Linked DNA regions of Mus musculus: all the other regions are linked to region 3. A link is a contact called in public ChIA-PET and promoter capture Hi-C data. All regions are on one chromosome and are shown on one strand. Each heading gives the region's core, a stretch centred on a gene start, on an enhancer-like site or on the middle of the called end of the contact. The rest is flanking DNA. Distances are from core to core; before and after follow the strand shown. Region 1 holds the start of Sccpdh (saccharopine dehydrogenase (putative)). Region 2 holds the start of Pycr2 (pyrroline-5-carboxylate reductase family, member 2). Region 3 holds the start of Itpkb (inositol 1,4,5-trisphosphate 3-kinase B). Region 4 holds the start of Wdr26 (WD repeat domain 26). Region 5 holds the start of Tmem63a (transmembrane protein 63a). Region 6 holds the start of Sde2 (SDE2 telomere maintenance homolog (S. pombe)).

Evidence for each region. Promoter capture Hi-C pulls out the DNA fragments that hold promoters and counts their contacts. ChIA-PET counts read pairs in DNA pulled down with a chosen protein or histone mark.
Region 1: a promoter capture Hi-C map of pre-B cells shows a contact between it and region 3, with 3 times the contacts expected there. The contact joins the promoter of Sccpdh here to the promoter of Itpkb in region 3. A contact is called at or near these places in 3 of 39 promoter capture datasets (hippocampal neurons, liver and pre-B cells).
Region 2: a promoter capture Hi-C map of pre-B cells shows a contact between it and region 3, with 2.8 times the contacts expected there. The contact joins the promoter of Pycr2 here to the promoter of Itpkb in region 3. A contact is called at or near these places in 2 of 39 promoter capture datasets (liver and pre-B cells) and 2 of 115 datasets of contacts at active chromatin or transcription factors (memory CD8 T cells and pancreatic cancer cells).
Region 4: an RNA polymerase II ChIA-PET map of memory CD8 T cells shows a contact between it and region 3, with 34 read pairs. The contact joins the promoter of Wdr26 here to the promoter of Itpkb in region 3. A contact is called at or near these places in 2 of 115 datasets of contacts at active chromatin or transcription factors (memory CD8 T cells and microglia).
Region 5: an RNA polymerase II ChIA-PET map of memory CD8 T cells shows a contact between it and region 3, with 40 read pairs. The contact joins the promoter of Tmem63a here to the promoter of Itpkb in region 3. A contact is called at or near these places in 1 of 39 promoter capture datasets (pre-B cells) and 2 of 115 datasets of contacts at active chromatin or transcription factors (memory CD8 T cells and pancreatic cancer cells).
Region 6: an RNA polymerase II ChIA-PET map of memory CD8 T cells shows a contact between it and region 3, with 122 read pairs. The contact joins the promoter of Sde2 here to the promoter of Itpkb in region 3. A contact is called at or near these places in 4 of 39 promoter capture datasets (the HPC-7 cell line, hippocampal neurons, liver and 1 more), 1 of 484 Hi-C or Micro-C datasets (embryonic fibroblasts) and 1 of 115 datasets of contacts at active chromatin or transcription factors (memory CD8 T cells).

Annotation. Positions count from the first base shown.
Region 1 is chr1:179,666,895-179,669,594 of GRCm38.p6, reverse strand. Sccpdh (saccharopine dehydrogenase (putative)) reads right to left here and starts at 1,364. Exons shown (of 12, transcript NM_178653.3): 1 at 1,050-1,364. The coding sequence starts at 1,239.
Region 2 is chr1:180,902,929-180,905,628 of GRCm38.p6, reverse strand. It overlaps Pycr2 (pyrroline-5-carboxylate reductase family, member 2), which reads right to left and starts at 1,355. Exons shown (of 7, transcript NM_133705.2): 1 at 1,099-1,355; 2 at 815-885. The coding sequence starts at 1,165.
Region 3 is chr1:180,329,221-180,331,920 of GRCm38.p6, reverse strand. It overlaps Itpkb (inositol 1,4,5-trisphosphate 3-kinase B), which reads right to left and starts at 1,445. Exons shown (of 8, transcript NM_001081175.1): 1 at 1,142-1,445. It also overlaps the pseudogene Gm5069.
Region 4 is chr1:181,210,636-181,213,335 of GRCm38.p6, reverse strand. Wdr26 (WD repeat domain 26) reads left to right here and starts at 1,358. Exons shown (of 14, transcript NM_145514.5): 1 at 1,358-2,260. The coding sequence starts at 1,899. Gm38664 reads right to left here and starts at 1,900. Exons shown (of 6, transcript XM_011238899.2): 1 at 1,837-1,900; 2 at 1,290-1,526. The coding sequence starts at 1,900.
Region 5 is chr1:180,941,126-180,943,825 of GRCm38.p6, reverse strand. It overlaps Tmem63a (transmembrane protein 63a), which reads right to left and starts at 1,308. Exons shown (of 23, transcript NM_144794.2): 1 at 1,267-1,308.
Region 6 is chr1:180,849,800-180,852,499 of GRCm38.p6, reverse strand. Sde2 (SDE2 telomere maintenance homolog (S. pombe)) reads right to left here and starts at 1,349. Exons shown (of 7, transcript NM_145943.1): 1 at 1,208-1,349. The coding sequence starts at 1,327.

The DNA of each region.
Region 1 (2,700 bases), core at 115-2,614, 660 kb after region 3:
GTCAAGGTTCTGTGTGTTAGCAATGGCAGCACAAAACAAAAGGCTGTGTTCCCTTGCCCTGACAAGGCTCAGTGTGGAACCATAAAACTGAATAGAAAGAATGAAGAACAAGTATGACTTGTCCTGGGTGGAGATTTAGTTGCCAAACTCCAAGGCTATGGGGTTCTAAGTCGGGTGCTTCCCCAAAGCAAAAAGGTTGGGTGTGTGTGTGTGTGTGTGTGTGTACACGCAAGAGCACCCACGTGTCCCTCCTCACTCCCATGTGTGCATCACAACACTTAGGACAAGGCCTAGCATGGAAAATACTACTCAATCAACATGTTGACTAGAAGCTGAAAGAATAAGTAAACATCCAAAACTTAAAAAGAAAAAAAAAATTCCCACATTTTTATTAAGAATAAGACGACTGGAGTGGAGGGTGGGGGTGCGAAGAGGCAAGGGCATCAGTATGTCCAGGTCAGCCCACACTGCCTCAAGCAATTAAAGTGAGAACTGCAGGCGGATTTCGACAAGCAAAAACACAAACTGAAAACCAGAAAAACACACACACACAAAAAAGCAAGCAGCTAGCGGGGTAACTCAGAAGCACGGTGTATATGCTTACCACGTTCAGAAGTGCTGAGCTAAATCCGTATCACCAAGCCACAAAAATAGGTGCACTATAATATTGCTAGTACAACTCAGCTTTCTTAATTGTCCCCAAGAGACAAACTACAATGGACCTCCAAGAAATCCGTGTCTTATTTCCCTTTCCCACAAGTACAAGAACCCTTCAAACCCATCAGAACAACAGAGATGGACAGAGGAGCCACTGAAGTTCTGAACTCTCTCTCGACAGTGGAGATCCCCAAATTGGGAGGGAGAGAAAAGCCTTTTCTTCTTTTTTTCCTTTAATTTAGGAGCGGAACAAGGCCCGGCCCGGCTCGGCCAGGCGAGGCGTCCGGTCCTCCCGCAGGGCTCGATGCAGGCGCACGCTAGGGAGACGCCCCTCGGCGACCTGCGCCCAGCCCGGCCCGGCCCTGCCCACCCCGGCGACCCCGCCGTGTTACCCAGTTTCTGGGCAGCCTTCTCCAGCACTTGCTGCAGCTTCTCCTTGGAGCGACCCGCCACGGCCCAGGGCAGGCGGGAGCTCTGCTCCGAGGCTATCTGCTCCCGGGCCACCTCCTCCGTCACGAACTGGCCGGTGAAGCCAGAGGCGCCGAACACCACCAGGTGGAAAGGCCTCTGCTCCGTCGCCATGACGAGTCCACAGCGAGCTGCAGCCCGGGGCGGGCTGAGTCCACCGCGCCTGCGCCTCAGGCCGGGACCCCAGTACCGGGCGCAGCAACCGCCGCTGTCCTGGCCGCCGTCGGCGCGGCTACAGCGCCCGGCTCCCTTCGGCCCACGCGCGGGCCACGCCCACAGCCACGCCCACGCCTCCTCGCGACCAAGCTGCTGCGCCGCATCCCGGGCCACCGGCCGGTGCCGCGCCGCCACATCCGGCTCGGGCTGCACGTCCGCTTCGGTGGCTGACAGGAGCGGCCGACGGCCCATTGCTGCCCGCCGCCCGGCTACCCGCATCAATCTGGCCACCCGAATCATCGCGTCCTCTTGGTTCCCCTGAAGCAGAACCAGGGCGGGCCGGTTCTTCCCGCTTCTCTGGGGGGATTGCGAAAAGAGACGGCCGGGGGGTCGCCCACGCCGAGAACTGGAGCTTGGAAGTCGGTGGCGGAGGAGAAGCTTATTAGCAATAAGGAACGCTGGTGACCCGAGCTGAGAGCATTGGACTGACTGTCTGTCATCCAGCCTTTCTGATGGTGTCAGAGACCATTGCTTTGGGCTAGGCTTCCTTTAAAAAAATTTTTTAAATTATTTTTAAGTTTGTTTATGCGTCTGTATGTCTTGTCTGTGCACACGCCCGTGCCACAGGAGCCAGGGGACAACTAGTCTAGGGATCAAATGTCAGGATCAGCAGTAAGCACTTGTGCCTACTGAGCTATTCTCGGAGCTGCTACAGACCAAACCTAATCGTGTTCGTTGAGACTTATTGTAGAAAGCAGAATGTCCATGGGGGTGGGTACAGCAGCTAGGCCAGGGTATTTAGATGACCACTATCCCATGAAGCCTCTCATTTGCCTTAGTGATTTTTTTTTTTTTTTTCTGTAAATATCACTTGACTTGAATTCCGTTCTGGATTTCTTAGACCCAGCTCTGGTTTTCAGGGCTGCCCAAATTGCTGATTATTGTTGAGCGTTGTTTGTTTGTTTGTTTTCCTTTGTCTTAAGCTTGCTTAAAGTTTTGTTGTTGCTTTTGTTTCCAGACAGCTTCTCTGTGGCCTCAGAATCTGGGTCCTCCAGTGTCAGTCTCCTGAGTCTTTGAATTACAAGCCTTCCACCCCACTTCCCACCCCACTCCTTTTCTTTTGTTTTTTTGAGACAGTGTTTCTCTTTGTTAACTCTGGTGGCTGTCCTGGGACTCTCTTGGTAGACTAGGCCAGCCTCCAGCTCAGATCCACCAGCCTCTGCCTCCTGAGCACTGGACCAGCTTCCCCTGCTGTTTTTTGTTGTTGTTGTTTTGTTTTGTTTTGTTTTTAATGCTCTAGTTGGTTTTCTCTCACGATCAAGAAATTCTTGGGGAATGAAGAGATGGCTCCACAGTTAAGCACACTAGATGCTCTTCCAGAGAACTCAGGTTCGATTCCTAGCACCCACAAGGCAACTT
Region 2 (2,700 bases), core at 106-2,605, 570 kb before region 3:
CCTCTCTGCCAGGTGAGAGAGAACTGATGGAAAGAGCTGAGCACCCAGAGTCTGGAAGCAGAGCTGCAAAGCCCACTCCCAACCTCACAGCTGTTTACCGGAGTAACAAGTCTCCACGGGGCCCCCTCTAGGGCTCTGAGGTGCATAGCTGGGGTCCTACAGCGTTGGGGACATAAGCCTATACTAGGCACAAACAGTATCCACAGTGCTTCATCTGCTCACCTGTCCCACATTGGCCAGATGTTAGAAGACTTGGGACATTAAGCTTTATTGAATAAAGAAACTACGTAACTCACCAAGTCCCCTAGCAACGCTGTCATTTACAACATCGGTAAGCAGAATTTTCCAGACTTAGAAGCCAACACGGGCTATGCAGTGAAATTCAAAGCAGACTAACAAAAAGAACCTTTTTTTTTAAAGAATTATTTATTTATTATATGTAAGTACACTGTAGCTGTCTTCAGACACTCCAGAAAAGGGCATCAGATTTTGTTAAGGGATGGCTGTGAGCCACCATATGGTTGCTGGATTGAACTCAGGACCTTCGGAAGAACAGTCTGTGCTCTTACCCGCTGAGCCATCTCACCAGCCCAAAAAGAACCTTTCTTATATGCCTACTTTCACCCCAGTAGGATCCGACACTAACTTTGCCTGGGAGCTCCCACCACACAAGGCTGCCTCAGAGAAGGTGCAGGGCTTACAATGATGACTTCCCTAAAGGAGAGTCGGAGCCTGCCAGACTCAGGGCATCTCCGGACACGCTTTTCCTGGGCCTCTTCCTCTTGCCCACTTCCCTCCATCCCTCCTAGCCTACCCTGAGCGCAGACACCGTGGGCAGGTCCATATCCGGGGAGCTGGCTATTATCTTGTGAGCCGACAGGACGCCTACAGAAAACAAAGTTTTTCAACTGTAGATCATGGCCCAATCATGCAGTCCATCAATGGAAGCCAACAGCAGCTCTAGCAGTGCCGGCCTCCGACGCTATGCTCCCAGCAGATGGATGCAAATCTACCATCCATTCACATTCACTCATCGCCCACCCACCCACTCACTCACTCGTTCACTCTGGTGAGAGGGAAGGCTGACCACGCGCTCACCCGCGGCCGTGAAGCCCCGCGCCAGAGCACAGGCCAGCTGGCCTGCGCCGATGAAACCCACGCTCATGGCCGCAGGATCCCGGCGAGCGCCGATCCGGGGACTCTGGGGATCCCGGGGTCAGTGTCCGCGCGTGGAAAAAGATGGACCCGAATTGCTCGGAACAGCTTTCAAACCGGGATGCACCAGATGAACTGCTAGAGAGGCCCCAAGTATCCCAGAGCATCCACCGCCAAATACGCAGCCTCCGGTTGGCCACGTGTCCAAGGCAACCAATCCGAGGCTCGGGTCTGGGGCGGACCAATCGGCATCGCCGTCAGGCCGTGCGCCCGCCTCCTGATCGCGCAGCGGGTGGAACCTGTTAGCTCCGCTGGTGCGGGTCTGCTTGGCCCTGCCTGGGACACTGGTAATTCCTGGTTAGAAGAGTTGGTTTCTAACTCTGGTTCAGGAGTGAGATCTCCAAAACGCCTATTAGAGATGTACCCCTCATGGACACCAGGCTACAGCTAGCCAGCTTCGGCATGCTCCTTCCGAAGTAGAACTAGGTAGAAAAGACGAATTACTAGATCATGATTTGTTGATTTATTTAGTGATTTCCTTAAAGCACTGCTTGCACGGCCTGTTGGCCAAGCATGACTTCTCTTGCTACCCGGAACAGGGCGACCTGGAGAAACAGCTGAGACAGTGAGAAATGACTGCTTGTTTGTCCACCCCACCTTGTGGTTTTAGAGTATACAAAGAGACCCAGCATCGAAGCTTTTCAGGAGCTGTCCCGAATCACCAGTGACATCTCCTCTCTTCCATTAGAATTGTATTGTTTATTCCCAGAAAGATTTCTCGAAACATGTCCAGACGCACCAGAGGGCTCAGGAACAGCCACAAGTTGGGTTTGACTTTTGGAAAGTGTTTCACTATGTAGCCCAGGCTGTTCTTGAACTAGTGACCTTCCTGCCTCATCCTCTTGAGGGATGGGATTATAGGCGTGTAGTACATACATTTCTATAGTATACCAATCATAAGCAGTTTCCCAACGCCACCGAAACGTTATTTTACACAAGATTCTAACGTGTATTTATTCCATTAATGGACGAACCAAACAGTTAAAGTGGAACGATTTTTTTTTTCTGGCCAGAATCTCTTGCTTTGTTGCCCAGGCTAGACTTAAGTTCCTGAACTCAATGGACCTTCCTACCAGTCTTCCTAGAATTGGAAACTACATACATACTATCTGCTTTCTTGTATTCTGCTACAGTGAGGTAGATGAATAGCTACCTTCCCACCCAGCCATTTGGGACACACCCTCCAGGAGTGCCCCACCCTGACCCTACCGTCCAGCCCTTCCCTTCCGGACCTCCCAGCCAATAGGAAAACCAGTTCAGCCTCCTCCCTCCCCTCTCCCCGGGTTCTCCGCCCCCAGCATCATTTTTATCAGTGCCTCAGGGCCTTCACCCTTGTCTTATCCTTAAGTAACACGCCTGCCCCTTCTGAGAATTAGGAAGAACCAGACAATGGGACAGAGTACTGAGGTGTCCCAGGCTAGGCAGATGGCCAATCTGCAGCAGCCAACCCTCCCTTAGCTCCCTGTATTACACAGGAATCCATGT
Region 3 (2,700 bases), core at 196-2,695:
TATGGCCTCTATTGGTATTTTCCGGCGGTGGTCCACCTCCCCCAGCTTGTGATACACTCCAAGAACACCTAGAATCCCAAATTCTGAAATTAGTCTCGGTAGCCACGCGGATGGCCGAGGGAGGAGGTGCAACTCGCTGGTTCCCTCCTCGAGACTGGCCAGGTTTCCTTGGCCAGAGCAAACACCGGCTATCGAGGATGACAGGCAACCCTGCTCCACCCTCTCAGGACATCAGAGGCCAAGTCACAGGGAACCTGACCCGGACCTGCCTTCCCCAAACCGCTGCTGGAGCCGAGACCTGGAAGGGGACTTGTGTGCCCACCGTTTTCTTTCTGATCCTGGTCTGGGGCTATGCCTCTCGGCCTATGAAAGGCCGGGAAGAGCGCGGGGGTGGGTGGGGGTGGGGCAGTCCAGGCACTTTTCAGCACTAGCCTTGATGTCTGTCTGTCTCCAAACAAGTGTGTTTTGTGAATGTGGGCACGCGTGCGCGCCAGGGAGCAAACTCTGCAGTATCCAGCACTGGAATCAATCCTGGTGGCTCCCTACTGTCCCCTCAGACCCTGCAGCGAGTGTGTGTGTGTGTGTGTGTGTGTGTGTGTGTGTGTGTGTGTTTGGGAGAGGGGATGCATGTCCGCAGCTACTCAGCCCTGCGCGCATCCTGTTAGCGAGGACCCAGCTGCCCCCTCCGGGACCCACACCCCTCGGAGGAACTCTGGGCTTGCTTGCACAGTTGCAGCCCGGAGGCCTTCTAATTGTGCAGGCCTGAGAATTTGCAGCCCTTCGGGGTCCCGCAAGCTAAGCCCCGGAGCAGCGCGGCCGGCCGAGGGCAGGGCCTCGCGCATCCCGGGCAGCCTCGCCTGGCGCCAGGGGAGCCGCCGGGCAAGCCGAGCCCCAGACGCCCGCAGCGCGCCGGGGAGGTGGTGGCGGCGCAGCGGCCCGGAAGGCGATGGGAAAGTCGAATCGCCTCCTCTGCCCCCAAGGCCACGCCACGCTACCGTCCCAAATCAGCCTCCCTTCTCCGTCGTTCTAGCCCTCACCTCCGTGCTGTGCTCGGACCCCGGAACACCCAGAGGAACCCCAGCACAGATGGAGCGGAAAGAGGGTTCAGAGACGAGGGCCAGGAAGGAGCCGCCACGCTTACCTGCAATTGCTCAGACTTCCAGGTCCCGTGCAGGCGACATGCCCCGGGGACTCCGGGCTCGTACAGACCAAGTGGCTTAAAGTTTTTTTAAAAAAATAAAAAAGCTCCCAAAGGGTTTCCGCAACAACTTATGGAAGACGGAAAAAGTGGGGTGCAACGAAGCTGAATGTACCGGCGCAGGGACTAGGCGATCCCGGAGGGGACACCGCCAGGCCGACCCTGCGTTGCTCTGTGCTTGGTTGGAGACACTACCGCTGTCAGCGTCTGCTCCCTGCTACTTCAGTGTTTGTTCAATGTAAGATTTAAAAAAAAAAAAAAAAGTTGGGGGTTGAGGGAGGAGGCAGAGAGGCGGGGGCTTGGGGGAGGAAAGCAGGAAGGAAGTTGTGAGCCTGTCTGGGGTTGAACTCAGCGGAACAAGTTTTTCTTTTCTTCTTTTTTTTTTTTTTTTCTATTGCTTGGCAAACCGAGGGAGGGAAACACTTAAAAAAAAAGTTTCCATTGTTAGCTAACAAAAAAAAAAAAAAAAAAAAAAAAGACTTTAACTTCTGCGGGTTAAAGATATACGATTTATTTTCCATCCCTCGACCAAGGTTTGCTGGTGTCTAGTTTTATGAAGCTACGTTTGAAAACTGTTTTTAATAAAATTTTGAGTGTGCTAAACAAAGCTGCTGGGGGGGGGATTTTTCTAGCATCGAAAGAGGGGTAATATTCTGCCTAAGCAGAGGGTGTACTTGTACTACAATAGGCAACTTTTTACAAGGTATATTGCATATATTGCAGGGCATTTCCTTGCACAGTTTTAGGTTTTAATGCACCATGGTAGAATTTTGGAAGACTGGTTGGACTGTGAGCTGCTGAGTGTCTTGTAGGCTAGATGTGTGAAGGAGCTCTGCATTAAGCAGTTATCTATAAACGCACACAGAGGCTGTGCTGTTCGCGTATTTTTGCACTCAACTCTCAAAAAGTTATTTTAAGAAAAAGCATAGTCCTGGGGCTGAGGCCCGATCAATGTCTTCAACCACTTGCTCAGTCTCCTGTGAATTTACTCCTGCGTTTTCAAGGGTTCTACTCTACCCTCAAATAAAGGGGGGGGGGCACCAGGCAACACTGGAGGGCGGGGGACACTCCCTGCCCCCATACACACACACTTAAGCCCCACCCGGCACTGCAAGCCTGTTTTGCATAATTCCCTAAATCTTAAACTCTAGCGTTTAGTGGAAACAGGGAACACAGCTGCGAGGTTTAGGAGATTTAAGAATCCTAAGCTTGTATCCGCCCATATATCCTGATTAGCCAAACCTCGGATGGAAAACCTGACCGCCTGTAGCAAGCAGACAGCTTACTTGTTTATGTAACAATACCGTTGAAGTGAGCAAAGCAACCTGCAGCTTGGTCAGGAAAAGACTCAAGCAAATTTGAAACCAAGAGCCCTTCCAGCCAAGAATTCCTGGAATCGGACAAGTCCTTTCTGGTTTTGTTTTGTTTTGTTTTTGTTTTATTTTTTATTTTTTTTAACATACCCTGGAAGGCTTGAATCTGGTTTCCCTCTCACCCTCAAT
Region 4 (2,700 bases), core at 109-2,608, 880 kb before region 3:
AATACAAACACCGTATGTGAGTCACTTTGCAATTACAGCTGACACCTGAAAGCATATTTAAAGCATGACAGCCACAATGCTAGATCTCTGTAAGACTGCCCTGGTCTCTGTCTCTCTTCCCAGTCTCAAGATGAAGAGAGCTCAGGATTCTTGACAAATCATAGGCTAATTTTTATTACACTTCTAAATTTAAAAAAGGCTGTCCCCAAAGACCTAAAAATTACTGAGCTGTGAGTGTTGTAAATTTCAGAGACATAAGATGTATTGCTTAAGGCTGTTGGGTCTGTTTGTTTGGTCTTTTTGTTGTTGTTTTCCTCCCAAATGGAAGTCACGTCAGGAAAAATATCTGTCCACACCAGGTCTACATGCTACGACCCAAGTCCATGAAACTGACTAGGGCCCCATGGACCATTTGCCACAGAGTAACATAGTTACTCAGTTCTCTGCTGCTGTGTTTCTCCACTCAAGAAAGCCGTTTAAAGCGCTGGGACAGTGAAACTCCGGCCACTTGAAAATTTCAAACCAGAATCTGAAACGGTGCCCCAATCCCACCCCTCGGTCAGAGGTACAGGAACCAGGAACAAGACATCTGAGCGAGCACTTAAAAGAAAGACAAAACAAACCTAGTAAAACTCCAAAGCAAAGCGCCTCTACACACCCTCAGCCTTTGAAACGTCTTGCCCCCACGAGTTGTTGTTTTTCCTCCCAGAGGGAAGGCAGTTTACGGCCGACTTCGCCTTCCCAGGGTGGAGCACACTCAGCTCTGCTGTCATCTCCCTTGTCCTGGACTGACACGGATACAACTGTGTGTGGTGCTTGGCTGTGCAAGTTCAAGTGTTTCCACCCTAAACCGAGGCAGTGGTTAAATCCTGAGTGCAGAGCAAGAAGCCGGTGGCCAGGGGCCTAGCACACCCTTGTGCTCGAAGTCACAAGCTGCAAAACCAGGCCGCCGGCGGCCCCACCCTGGCCCGTGCCAGTGCGTCTGCGGCCCCCTCCACGCCGGCCGCTCGCTCCTTTCTGGGTCACTCAGGGTGCAGGGCGAGGACGTGATCTCCGCCTCCCACCCTGCAGGGCCCCGGAGCGAGGCTGCGAACTTACTGCAGGCCGAGCTCGCACGCCTGACCCGGGGAGCCAGGGCGGCCTCGCACAGGCGGGCCAGGTCGTGCTGAGTCGCGCCTCCCCGCCGGGGCCGGACCCCCACCCCCGGCCGCCCTCGCCTTCACCCCACGGCCTCACCCCGGCCGCCGGACACACACGTGCCGGGTGACAGCCCCCTATAGGTTCCATACCTGCTGCCGGAAGTGAGCGAGGAGGGCAGTATAGGCATTTCCTGTGACGCCAGCGCCCGGACTCCATTAGACAGCAGCTGGGGGAAGAATCAACACACCAGGGAGCGGAGCGGCGCGGACCCAGCACCGAGGCGGCCGCTGCCTCCGCCGCCGCCTCCGCCGCCGCCGTCCGGGCTCCCAGCTTCGGGCCCGCGCCCCCCCCAGTGCCCGCGAGCCCCCGGGCCGCGCCGCGAGCGCCTCCGGAGGGGGGGGGAAGGGCCCGGTCCTCCTTCTCCCCCTCCTCCCGCCCCGCCGACCCCCGCCGCGCCCCGCCGGCCTCCCACCACGGCCTCTCTCGGCGAGGAAACTCTGGCCTCCGCTTCCTCCTCCTCCGACTCGGACGCCGGCGGAGCCTCCCCGCCCCCGCGAAAGAAGCCCCGAGCCTCGGCGGCGGAGGGAGCAGGAGAGCCCGGGGCCTCGGCGGGCCGAGCAGGCCTCCCCCCCCCGCCCTCGCCCTCGCCGGCCGCCTCCTCCTCCTCCTCCTCCGTGGTGGTGGTGGTGGGACTGCCTCCGGCCGCCCCCGCCGCCCCGCAGCGGAGCAGCGGCCACAGCCTGGTCAGCGGCGGCACCATGCAGGCCAACGGGGCGGGAGGAGGCGGCGGCGGGGGCGGCGGGGGCCAGGGCCAGACCCCGGAGCTCGCCTGCCTGTCGGCGCAGAACGGGGAGTCGTCCCCTTCGGCGACGTCCGCGGGGGACCTGGCCCACGCCAACGGGCTCCTGCCTGCCGCCCCCTCCGCCGCTGGCAACAATAGCAACAGCCTGAGTGTCAATAACGGGGTTCCCGGCGGGGCCGCCGCGGCCTCCGCCACCGCCGCCGCCGCCCAGGCCACCCCCGAGCTGGGCAGCAGCCTCAAGAAGAAGAAGCGGCTCTCGCAGTCCGATGAGGATGTCATTAGGCTCATAGGACAGCACCTCAATGGCCTAGGGCTCAAGTAAGTGTCCGTCCTACAACTGGTGAGGGCCAGGCCGGGGCCGAGCGGCCGGGTGGGTTGCGGGGACCCCGGGGCCCAGTGCGCAGGAGGCCGGGGACAGACAGCCCTGGGGGGGGGGGCGGTGGAGGGGAGGTCTAGGAAAGGGAATCGGCCCGATGTCTTAAGGCCAGCCGAGCCGCCTGGGCTGGGGAGGGGTAGTGGAAACCCAGGGCGACCCCTCCCCGCGCACCTCCAGAGCAGGATTGTCTGTCCGGGAAGGCGGACACCGAGGTTGTTTATGCTGGGGGAGGGGTGGATCAGAGCGGTGGAAATAATGAACCTTGGAGGATTTGTTTTTCAAGTGTGTCTCAGAGGCATCTTTGTGGGACACCTCCCCACCCCCACCCCTGACCGACAGCAGCCCAGGCAAACTACCAATCAGGAAGGACAGTCGCCTACAA
Region 5 (2,700 bases), core at 59-2,558, 610 kb before region 3:
CAAAAGCAAAACAGAAGGCCTAAGGGCCTCCTCAACCAGGTAGCCTATTCTGCCTCATGCAGACATAAGGGCTGCTTCTCTGCCTCAATATCCCCTGTGGGCTAGAATCAGGGAAATCAAATACCGCAGAGCAAACAAGAAAGGCTTGACAAGTGAGAGGGATCAGAAGCCACAGTCCGAGACCCTCTCCTCCAGTCGGAGCAACCTGTGCCCACCCAGCAGCAGCAGAGTCAGAGGCTGCTACAGAAACATTCTCTAGGCTTTCAATGAGCCAGTCCGTTCTTGCCTTCCCAAAGGAACACGCTCTGAGAGGGCAGATGGGAGCACACCCACCAAGGGGCAGCCAAGCCAGAGAGAGAAGGCTCTGGGTGTGTGTAGGGAAGAAATCAAACAAGTCCCTAAGGGATGGAAATGCTGCTCAAAGCCAAGTGCACGCCTAGAATGTGCAAGGCAAAAGGCTGTATTCCAACCGCATCACTACGAGGAGCGAGGGGGCCTTAAAAACAGCAATTAGACACTGTGGTCTCAGGATCCCTGCCTAGGTACACACTTAGCAATAGCCACCATCCCACATCCAGTGAATATTCGTACACGCAAACGCTCAGCACTCCACCATATCATTGGCACCCCAAACTCTCAACAGGGCAGGCTCTGGGACCCAGCCAAAGCTTCAGGAGAGAAAATATGTTCCCAGGCCTTTTGCAAAAGTCCCTACAAGCTGTTGGCTCCTGTTTGGGACAGAAAGACAGCAACTCCACCTCACCCGAGGTGTCAGGTAGCCAGGCTTATCAGGTCTGGGTAAGTTGTTGTCGGATGTGGTTTCTTTGCCGTCTCAGCTCTTCCCTCCCCCTCCCGCCCTTTCCCAAGTCCCCAGTTTTCCTCCACCCGGTGCTACCCGGGCAGGAGGGAGTGGTCACCCGGACAGTACGAAGCCCGCCCAAGCCGGGTCTAGCCTCGTAAGGAATTAAAGAAAAGAGGGCTCCGACGCTGCCCTTCGGGTTAGGCGGGGAGATCCGACTCCACAAACAAACTCCAAAGCCCGCCGAGGAGGTGGAGGGAAGGATCCGCCACGCAGCCAAGAGCTGTCAGGAAGTCCCAGCGGCGCGGGGCTTGATTGGCACTCTCCAGCCACCTACCCCGCTACTGTCACCAGACAGTCCCCGGGGAAAGCGACCCGAGGCGCCCCGCCCCGCGAGGACCCGGGCCGGCGCGTCCTGGGAGGGGCTGGCCGCAACCTCCCCATCTCTGCTCCCCTTCCCACTTTACCTGCGGCGGCGGCGCGGCGCGCGCGCCCGGGGGAGTGGTCAGTCCGTACCTGGCGAGGCGGGGTGGCGTCCGCACCACTTAAAAGTTACAAAGTGAAACTCCGGCTCCTCTTGCACATGCGCAGAACTGTGTCCACGCGTTACCTAATTTGGACTCTTCGCTCGCGCCGGCCCCAGCAGGACCTCGAGCTCTGTGCGCCGGGCAGTGAACCCCAATGTGGTTCTCTAACGCTGGTCCACGCGTGGCCGTCCTCACGGAGGTCTAGGGGCGGGACCAGACCAGCTAACGCCCACAAGGCTGGGAGAGGACGTCTCCGAACTGCCTTTCCTTTGTGCCCTAGCACATCCCCACTGAGAGGGCACTGGGCCGTGCCTAGGATAGTTGCGGCGTTGGAGAGCATCTGCAAATGTTCGTGATTGAATGTCCCCAGGAAATTCTAAGCTGGCCCAGTTGGATTTCAGGGCGGGGGAACACCAGGGCGCAGTGGACCTACCCTGTTCCCAGTCCCGCCGCATAAGAGAGCCGGGACCTTGAAAGTTACAAAGCTCTGTCCTGCCCCAAATAAAGAACAACATTTCCAGCGTTCCCTAGGACCACGCGTTACTGCTCTGCCCCGGGTCACCAGCGTTGCCAACTGGGACCAAACACGCTGAGCGTCTGGTGTGTTCTGGCTGCGACTTGGAGGTTTCCAGATAACAGCGGCCTCTGGACCTGCTCTGCGCCCTCTCCCAGGACAGGACCGACGCTGGATCTTTAGGGAAATGGAGTAAGGATCCTGGAGGGGCCACTGCCTCAAACCACCCACTTGCAGGTCTCGGTTTACACAAGGAAAGGAGTGGGACCAAAGCTTGCTGCTGAGTTCTTGCCACACTGACACCGCCATGCCCGGCAAATCCTCATTCCCTAAGGCACAGTTTTGCTGCTTCTCTGACCTCACTTCCATGTTTTAGCTTTCATCTTCTACTGTAAAGATAAAAATACTCTCGCAGCCTCCCTGGTCCTGATTCTAGCCCAGCCTGCAACTATCTGAAACAGGGTGTCTCTTTCCTCTTTGGTTCTCTGTCCCTTCCCACTCCCATCCTCCAACCCCTTAAGACCTAGCTAACAGTTAATTTCCCAGAGCCATCCTCTGTCCTTGTCTTTTCTTTGTTAGGGACCCCACAACTGGCTTCTCTAGGTCCCTGGTTGTAGGCCCCCAGTCATTTATGCACTTGGCTCCTCAGATTGGCTCTGCCTGATCTTCTCCAGGCTCCCATCCCACACATCCTCATTTCTGCCTTTGTTGATCACGCTGACACCTGCCTGGCCTGTGGCCTGGGATCTAGCCCCAGTCATTAGGATAATGGCCCAGCTACCAAAGAAAAGGTTAGGGCCCTTGGTAAGGGAAGGAAAGGCTTCCCATGTCTGGTCTTCTGCAGGTTACAGTTGTCTCAA
Region 6 (2,700 bases), core at 100-2,599, 520 kb before region 3:
GGGGTTTTTTCTGGATGTCTGGACTCCCATAGTCCATGTACAGTGCCTCTGTTAAATCTAAGGACGAGGTGATAGGAGGCTGTTTTGCTTTCAAGCAGGGTTTCACATAGTCCAGGCTGCCCCAAAACCACTATAGAGACGTGGCTAAGAACCCCCAAACCTCTCAAGTGCTGAGATTAGAGGCATACACCACCAGGCCCAGCCTTATTTCTGTGTCCTTTCAAAAAAGTGTATTTCCAACACTCCTCATTGTTAAGATTCTATTGTTTATGGATCAATTTTAAGTTTAAAAATAAAACTTGAAAATTATTCTTCAAATACATTGAAAAGTCACCTGTTTTGGAAAGTATCTGAATTCGAATGGCTAAAAAAAGGTTCTGTTTTTCTTACTAGACCGCAGAATAGAGAAGAAAACAAAGGCTAGATGTGGTGGGACACACCAATAATCCCAGCCCTCCAGTATGTTCAGAACATCCTGGGCTACAAGGAAAGACTTTCTTGTCCTTGTTTTTTAAAGGACAAAGAAATTAGAAAATCACATATTCTTCTTGGAACTCATCCAAGTCTCTTTAGGAACAGATTTGGTATTTTAACATTTGTTATGTTTCTACATAACAAGCAGAGAAAACAGACTACAACGAAGGCGCAGTCATACAGAAAAACTGTTCTATACCAAACGCCCAGATTAAAATTAGACTCAGGGAACCCAGTAAACTCTTTAGATGATTGAAGAGGTTTGAGATTTCCTAGTCAGTATAAGCCTGCTTCTTTGGGAATTAAAGCTTAAAACTTTAGAAGCACTTAACCAGGGTTTTATATCCACATGGCAGAGTCTAAAGAGGCCCAAGAATATCTGTGAGTGATTGGCTCTGTCAGGATGACTCCATATCCTTCTCTAACCGTTCTTTGGCCTGGATGGGTGTCCTGAGGGTCGGTAAGAAAGCATATTCCTATCTATAATGTGAATGTAAGAAGAGAACCTTAAAGGTATCATTTGGGGGGATAAAAGAAACAGAACGAGAGTTTGTAGTCGAGGTTGGACAAAGCGCAGTAAATGGACGGAGATTCTCTTACGACGTGGGGACAAAACAACGACTGCCATAGACTAGCAGAGGAATGTCCCCATATTAGTCAGAAACACCCAACGACGAACCCAGCCTGGCTTGGTGATCTCTTTCCCCCATTTCCCGGGAACCGCCATCCTCACCTGTTCCTGGCAGTGTCGGTAGATCACATCGCGCACGGAGCACCCAACCGAGGCACACGGCAGCGCCTTCCACACGGTACCGGGGCCGCGAACCCACGCCACCACCGCAGCCTCCGCCATTTCGTCTGGTGACGGAACCTCTGGACTGCGACAGGCACTAGGCGACACAGCCATCCGGTCGCATCTCGATGACGGAAGGCCTCGTCTTCCAGCGCCCCGCCTCCCGGGTTTCCACCACTCACCCCCGCCTTTCCGGAAGGCGGTCACGTGGCCCGGCGTCACGCGAGCTGGCGTGGGGGAGGGGGACAGGAAAGGCCTGCCTGAGGCCGATAAGACCGCGGAGCGCTGGAGCTAGGCGTTGCTAGGGGCGGTTGCTAGGGCGGGGCTCAAGGGACTGGCTATAAAGGGCGAGCTCTGGGCGCGGTTGCTGCGCTTGGGCTACAGCGCTTTGGCTGGGGGTGATAAGCTGCCCGTGGCTCCGCCCAGCGCCGCAGGCCAGCGCGCCACTCCGGTTTGTGCAGCTATTTTTGGGATTGGGAGGGCTGTGTCCCAGGCAGCCACTGCTTCCCGGTGCTGCGGGGAGAAAAACGGCTTCCTCTACCCGCGAGGCCTCCCAGTCCTAGAGAACGGCCCCCAGTGGTCCCCAAACCGCAGCCCCGGCCTGCGTAGTTCCCTAGAGGTTTATGTTCATTTCCTGAACCCCCCTTCACGTTCCTTCCATCACGTTCGGCTCGTTCCTATTTTTGCATGTTTGCGCTCTGCGCTGTCCCCGCTTCAGCTGTGTTTTCAAAATATTTCACAGCAAATGGGCCCTTGTGAACGGCAGGGGCGGGAGTGACGTTTATAGCCATACTGCTTCCAAAAACCCCCGCTGTAACGTTCTTTCTGTGCCCTGGGAACACTCGCGCAGATTTTACAGAGAACAACTTTAAGGTTCGGGTGCTGAGGGAGGCCCTTAATATTTAATATGCTGAGATGATGTTGTCTCTGAAATACTAAACAATTTAAAAGCTGCTAGCATGAAGCTGGGAGGATTATCGGGAGGATAACTCAGTCTCCTGAACACAGATGCCCTGGCCCGCAGAGCCATATTCTCGGCTGTTAAGATGCAGGCCGATGGAACTAATCGCTGAGGAGAAAGCACAAAATCTTGAAATCCTTTAACTGTGAAAATGAACAAAAATAGGACTTGCAGTTCTGTGGAGTTATAGATCTGTTGGTGCACACAGGCGGGAAAGCGGGCCTCCATGAAGATTCCAGGAGATGAAGAATAATTACACAAAGCATGTTGTGCATAGAAGCAGTATTTTATGAGTGTTGTAGTAGTAACCCAGAGGCCTACAGGCGTCTCATCCGATACGTAAGCAGGACAAACTGGGAAGCATGTGACCTTCCAGACAAACTGGGAAGCATGTGACCTTCCATCTTTTCCCATTCTGTCCGTTAGCATGTGGTCCTAACTGCTAATTTATTTTTTTCACCTTTTGGGAATC